2 separate regions of the Mus musculus genome follow, and region 2 is linked to region 1. The links are chromatin contacts, called in public HiChIP or PLAC-seq maps. All regions are on one chromosome and are shown on one strand. Each heading gives the region's core, a stretch centred on a gene start, on an enhancer-like site or on the middle of the called end of the contact. The rest is flanking DNA. Distances are from core to core; before and after follow the strand shown. Region 1 has its middle 35 kb from the start of 1700010I14Rik. Region 2 overlaps Prkn (parkin RBR E3 ubiquitin protein ligase).

What was found. HiChIP or PLAC-seq counts read pairs in DNA pulled down with a chosen protein or histone mark.
Region 2: a contact with region 1 is called in an H3K27ac HiChIP or PLAC-seq map of oligodendrocyte precursor cells, with 15 times the contacts expected there. The contact joins two enhancer-like sites. A contact is called at or near these places in 8 of 484 Hi-C or Micro-C datasets (the N1E-115 cell line, cardiomyocytes, cerebellar granule neurons and 3 more) and 3 of 115 datasets of contacts at active chromatin or transcription factors (astrocytes, oligodendrocyte precursor cells and stem cell-derived neural progenitor cells).

What each region holds. Positions count from the first base shown.
Region 1 is chr17:9,021,961-9,025,465 of GRCm38.p6, reverse strand. No RefSeq gene overlaps it. Among named protein-coding and RNA genes, the nearest start is that of 1700010I14Rik, 35 kb to the right of the region's middle. Within about 2 kb of position 1,670, at least 27 of the 459 cell types and tissues checked have an H3K27ac peak or open chromatin away from gene starts, as enhancers often do. A contact at or near this core is called in oligodendrocyte precursor cells, where this site is marked.
Region 2 is chr17:11,075,200-11,078,704 of GRCm38.p6, reverse strand. All of the region lies in intron 2 of Prkn (parkin RBR E3 ubiquitin protein ligase), which reads right to left. Among named protein-coding and RNA genes, the nearest start is that of Gm41526, 57 kb to the left of the region's middle. Within about 2 kb of position 1,969, at least 21 of the 459 cell types and tissues checked have an H3K27ac peak or open chromatin away from gene starts, as enhancers often do. A contact at or near this core is called in oligodendrocyte precursor cells, where this site is marked.

The sequences.
Region 1 (3,505 bases), core at 421-2,920:
CGGGCACAAACAGCCCTGAGAGGAGTAGGTTAGAGGCAAAGCCAGTGTCCCCTTTTCTTTCAGGGACCATCTTCCAGGGGTAGAGCAGCCTTTATTTTAAATTCTCAAACAGAAACTGGGGGAATGGTTCCATGGTTAAAACAGGTGCCAGTCAAGGACGAGAATCAAAATCTGGATCTAGGCAGACAAGAGGACTCTCCTGTGACTCCAGGCTCAAAAGGAGACAGAGGATCATCTTAACAAAGCAACTAGCAGGAATAGCCAGATCCATGAGCTCTGGGTTTGACTGAGACACCCTGCCTCAAAGAATACAATGGAAGAACAATAAAAGATGATTCCCAATATCATCCTCCACACGTGCACACATATATGCAAATGTGCATTCATGCACACACATGCACACACACAGTGGAGGGGAAAATGTCCTCAAAAGTAGCCTTTGGCAGTTCTTTAACATAGAGACAATAGAAACTGCATGGTTTATTCTTCCACATAGAAGAACCTCTCTTGATGCATAGGGTAAGTCTTAGCTAGGGTTGTACTGCTGTGAACAGACACCATGACCAAGGCAACTCTTACATGGACAACATTTAACTGGGACTGGCTTACAGGTTCAGAGGTTCAGTCCATTATCATCAAGTTAGGAGTATGGCAGCATCCAGGCAGGCATTGTGCAGGAGGAGCTGAGAATTCTACATCTTCATTTGAAGGCTGCTAGCAGAATACTGGCTTCCAGGCAGCTAGGATGAAGGTCTTTAAGTCCATGCCTGTAGTGACACACCTACTCCAACGAGGCCATGCCTCCTGATAGTGCCACTCCCTGGACCAAGAATATACAAACCAACACAGGATATTTCAGGCCACACAGTCTCTCATAGGTGAGAAAATCACCAACTTAGAGAGGTCACGAGACCACTTGGGATCGATAAAATTCTGCCTGTAGTTATTTTTATTTTCTGATATTTTAGGAGGTCCTGTTATTGTTATTGTTTTTCATTAGCTTGCAGCCTTTTGAGGGAAGAGATGCTCTGAGGCTGAGAGCACATCCTGCTCTCCCATATAACCAAGATTGGTACCCAGCACCCAGGACCTGCAGGGCAGCTTACAACAGCCTGTAGCCCCAGCTCCAGGGGATCTATTGTCCTCTCCTGGCCTCTGTAGACACCCATGTATGCGCATATAAATAAAATGCAAAATTAAAACTGGTTTTCTAAAACATGTAAAAACCTGGTACTGTTTTGACATCTAGAGATCTCCAGGAAACCACAGGAGAGCTCACAGCCATGAATCATTGATTGTGCTGTGTGTATCTTTTATGTGCATAATTTCTCAGAGAGAGGATATTGGGGGGAGAGAGATGAAAAGACTCACAACAACACAAAGAACAACTGCTTAGTTGAGCTAGATTTTTTTTTTCCAGTGATCTCTTAGAGCCAGGTCCCACTACCAGAAGCTTGCTGGCTGAGGAGTTGGTTAAAAAGCTATGGCTCAGCCCTCGCCTTTGTTTACTCTTGGTGGAGTATTGCTGTTTCTCCTCAAACATCCTCTCCTTCTTACACAGGTGCTAAAGAAAAATGATCTCCCGCCAGGCCACAGCTTCTGCTTGGGGACAGGACTGGCTGGCAGGAAGACAGTCTGTGGAGCGGACCAGCTTCTCTGGGTCCCTGCCAGTAGGAAGAATAAGGCCCTGTGTTGTCCTCTTGCAGGTCCTTCCGCTGTCCACCCCACTCCTCCAGCAGTAGTGGCAGGTGTGAAAGACGGTTGGAACAGTGGGGCGGGGTCTGGAGTGGTCCAAGACAGACATTAATTAGGATGCAGCCTCTCGACCCAGCCACTGCAAACCTTCGTGTACAGATGCTCATGCATCCTGGATAAAATTATGATACCAGGATCTCAAAACGCTCATTTTATACACAGGCAAAATTGCCTGAGAAGTGACAGCTTGGCCTTCCTGTCTCTGTGCTAATGCTTCCTGGGGCGTCCGCCTGGCACTGGGAGGTGAATAAAAATGCAAATCCTACAGAAGGTCCCTGCATGCCTGCTCTCAGAGGACAAGGCCTGGCAGGAGTCCCTCATTCAGCGTGCACCAGCGCGGGGAAGTTCTCTGTGGGAAACCTCAAAAGGTCCTTGTCTGACTCCCACCCTAAGCAGACCTCTGGGGATCCTCAGTGGAACACTGAAAAATGCTTTAAAGTGGGCTGCCCTGACACCTTGTGGCTAATAGGGAGAATTCTGAATGGACACACCTAAGAGCATCTTTATCGTTTCCGATAACAGCGTCCAGACTTCAAATAGAATGTTCCAGAAATAAGAAGGCTGTGGCAGAGCCTTTCAATCTGGCCCCTCATCAACCACCTTCCTGGAGTCCCACAGAGAATTATTTGTAATTCAGTAACAATCTTCCTGGCTCATTTTGTTAATTTGATTTTTCTGAGTCTATTGACCACCTAGTTTCAAAGGTTTTAACAAGAAATTAAATATGCCCTAGATAAGAGAATTTTTTGTCATTAACACTCACCACTAGATACCAACCCTAAATACCAACAAGGATAAAATATTTTTCATTCATTCATTCACTCATTCATTCATTCTCTCTCATGCACACACTATGTATATACATAAGTACGTGTGCATCCCTGCACACACTCCCTACAGGTTGGCTCCAGCAGCAGCTTCCCTTTGCTTTCTGGCATCTTTCCCTCTCACCAAGATTTTGAGGTTTGCTCCTTGGTGTGGTTATGTGGCTCGACAACGTTATTATTGTGTAGCATCTCATTAGGGAAATAGAAAAATCTTAGTATCCAGTCACTATCCGAGGGACATGGAGTTGTGGGAAAGCAGTCAGGTAGAAGGAAGCCTTTCTTCTCCTGGCTCCACCCTTATGGAGATGCTATTGGCAATTGGTAGCTGCTGGGGTAGGGGAGGGAGAGTCATTCTGGGTAGGTGTGGCCTATGGTGGGTTTTCCGTGTTCAAGTAGAGATGCCCACACCCATTCACATAAGGGCAGCACTCACCTACTAAGTTACCAAACATATTAGGAGATGTTTTGGGAGTTACAGGGGGAAATGAGGGTAGATATGATCATATTCCATTGTGTCTATGTGTGAAATTACCAGTGAACAAAATGAAGATAAATAGGCCCTTGATGGCGTATGCATGCTCTTCACTGCCCTTGACAGAAGCACAGGAGTATATTCATCCAGACACGGATTCTCGACTTGGAGAGGGAGATCCTTCCTCAAGGGGCTTCATGGCTCTACTCTCCTCCTAGCCAAGCAGGTGGCACCCACCCAACTCATGCACAGCAGTGCTAGGTGACATGGTGTGGCCATAGCTCCCTGTGACTGAGGGTTCCCTGCTGTGCAGCCAGCATTGCTGCCCTCCTTGTTTACTAAGCTTTCTCTCCAGGCAGTGGGACAGTGTTTCAACTTCTGGGGGTGAGATCCTTCGGCTTCCTGTGCACTGCTCCTCCAACGTACATTCCCAATTTCCTTTAATCAGAGG
Region 2 (3,505 bases), core at 720-3,219, 2.1 Mb before region 1:
GTAATAATATACATGCCAAACTGGGCAGGGAGAAGCCTATCTTAACCTCCACAAACAAACAAACAAACAAACAAACAAAAACCTGTCACTAAGGAACCCTGAGAGTGGGTGAAATAGTCTTACCCAGGGAAGAACACAGTCAAGTGGTTGTTTGATACCCAATGGGCAGCCTTGAAAACATATAAACAAGTGACATTATACAAACTGAGCTTGTTGTTTATGTTTAGGAATATACATGTATATCCATATACATGTATGTATATAACAATAATTAATGAAAAAAAGGATGAGAACTTTGAAAGGAACGGAGCATATGGGAGGGTATGGAGGGAGGAAAGGGGAAATAAACAGTAAACAAAAACAGTGTCCAGGGTAAGTAGATAGAGAATGTAGTAGGAGCTGAGCAATTATAAGCAAGGTTTCTATTATCAAAGTATATACCCACTTAATGAGAGACACTGTACGCTGTGTGAGCAGATGTCAGTCAAGAACATTACATGAAATTATACAACAAACACAGTTCATAAATATTGACATATCCAAGGCTCCAAGCATCTCCATTCAAGCACTCAGAGTAAATACAAGCAAAGTTACTAACTGACTCTGGAAAGCAAGAGTCACACATTTAGTTTTAAGTCGACAAGAGAAAGACAGATTATGTAAATGTGGCATCTCCATTTAACCATTTCAGCAGGACTCATGTGCAATTTCTGTTCCAGTGGCCACTCTTAGCCTCAATTTTACGTTCGAATAACTCATACATTCCTAGGAGCAATTTTAAGTTATTGTGTACCCCCTATTAAACAGATTTTGAACAGTACGCACTTAGAAAACTGTGCCCCATATAAAATGTCACATGGGGACAGTCTATAATGCCAGCTTCCTTAGGATGAGATAGGCTCTTCCTTGTGATAACAGTTTGTCATTTGATAGGAATCAAGGAGGCTTCCACAGATATCCTATAGAATGCTATTCTGAGGTTAGTCCATGTGGGGAGGAGCATGCAATTTGGCAGGAGTAAATCCTTTCCTTTTTCCAAATGTTTTATAGCATAATTCTAGGATAAATCAGTAACAAAGGTTTTTCTTTTTTGTGAATTACATATCAAATTAAAAGTAATAACAGCCCCACATTTGTGTATGTCAGTGTTTCCAAGGTAAAATTATATCCAGTTCTGAGAATAACTCTAAAATGCAGACACTAATGCCATCTCCATTTTATAGATTGAAAAAAAAAAAAGAGGAAAGACTGAAGAAATTTAGAGCCTGCCCTTTCCAGACAGTCTGCCTCAGGGGTGATTCATACCTACTTTGTTTTAAGAGCATTAGAAAGTCTGGCAGAATTCTAACCAAGTGATTTCATGAGGTGGGCCACATTTTAGAAGTTTTAACTTCTGTGTTATAGACTGCAATAAGCATATGTTGGATGACATCATCAAACTTGACACATAAAATACGTCTTAGGTGTTTGGGCTTCTGTGAGAACTGTGAACATACCAATGCTGTTCTGTAGGGGTGAGAGCTGACTGTGAGGACCATGGGACGCTCCATTGTGGAAGCAGACGTTTCCTTTTGTAGGGGACGGAGTTCTTAGTGTCCAAGTTTTAAGTAACAATGGTAATACCTTAGAAAGTTTGTCGTGGATTTTCTCTCCTTCGGAGCGATGTTTTGATGAATTATGCATAGATGCAAACAAACATGCTGCTCCCCTTGAAATACTTAGAGATGTGAAAGTGAGCAGGAAGCAAAGCTTTCAAATGGTGTCTGTTTGAGACTGAGTTTGAGTGTGTTCCCAAACACAAACTTCACTGGTCCCTGCCATCCTCGTTTGTGCCTCTTATGTCAGAATGTTTTATTAATTTAGGGAGTAGAGCTCTGGGCCATAATTAGGTTGTACAGTAAGACTCAGCTGACTGACACTTGAAAAGGCAAGCCAGTCAGGATCAATGATAGGAAGGTTTCAGTGACAAAAATCCCGCTGTGAAGTGAACTTCTGATACATTGCAGAGGCAGGGGAGTCTTCCCAGGAGCAGCATTCGCACATGAGTGTGTCTGAGTAATAATGTGTGTGTGTATATGTGTATGTATATATACCAGGGTGGCATATTTGGGTTTTTAGAGCTATCGTACCACATGGATTTGTTCTGTTTGAATGAGTCTGTGTCCTGCTTTAGCACGTGGCCAAGGAAGCCGCTCAGCAAACACATCCTTCCAGGCTGTTCAAAGGTTGCCATGGCAACAGCCATTCATCTCAGGTTGATTTTTTTTGTTAATTGAGTTTCTCCTGCTAAACAGTGTATGGAGATTGTGCTCTGATCAACAGCCAGCATAGTCCTTAATAAAACAAAAATGGGTGGGCCCAGCACATTCAGAGAGCAGAGCCAAATCCCCTGGTTCCGACTTAATTCTGTTTTTCCTGCACATCTCCAAGGTTAAGACCGAATTATCTTAATTTTGACATCTAACTTATATCTAAAGAAAATGAAATAGAAAAGTAGTGTTACCCAACTAACTAAAGTTGTCACTCAAGACTTAACAACAACAAAAGACAGATGTAAACTTGAATGTCATCATGAGATTCCAGAGAGCTTTCTCATGGACAGGTTTTTGCTGCTCTTGTTCTCTGACAACATTAACCGGCTTGTTAACATTTCCTGGTTAAAAAAAAAAAAAGTAAAAGAAAGAAGGGAAAGGCAGAGAGGGAGAATCTGGATCAAGAAACTATCTGGTTCCTAATAGTACTGGAGGCCTGGACACAGACTCTGGCTTCTTCTGTCCCCCTTAAAGCAGGAGGACTGTGCTACTAAACAATGTCTCTAACACTACTGAGACAACCAGGTGAGGGAGTTGAAGTAGAGTACAGGACTGTAGAGACAATGGAATGGGCATTTGGAACTAGGATACAATGAAGAGATCTGGCTGCGATTCCCTCCCTTTCACAGGCTTCCTACTGGACATTGTAAACTCTAATATAGGGTCTCCTCTGTGCAGAGCTGGAAGGGCTGGCTGCTCCTGAGTTTGTCTCTCTCATGCAACAATGGCTTTGGGATTTGAGCTCCAGGTGAACAATCCAAAGATGAGCCTGGTAAGTCACAAACTCTGGATCTCCTTCAGCCACTTACAAGCTAAGAGAATCTCAACCCTTAAATCTTTTTTCAAGTAATTTTTTATCTGTGGCAGTTCTCAAAGACATTTCACATGCCAACAGGGGAATCAAAAGGTTGAGGATTCCTTTAAAAAAGGAAAGAGAGAATATTTTTGTGGGCCTGAATTACATAATGAGAGAAGTGAGCTACATTTTCGTACTAAATTGTACCATCACCCAGAAGTAAGAGGATTCTTGAAGTTGGCGCCTGCTGTGAACAGATTCCATGCTATCATTCCTGACTCCACCACTGAGAGATACCAATCAGCCCCAACAGTATGGGCCTGGATTCTTGTGGCCCTCAGGGAGGATGGGACTAGCAATCTGTTCCACTAGCAGGGCAAGAGGCAGGAGAGATGCT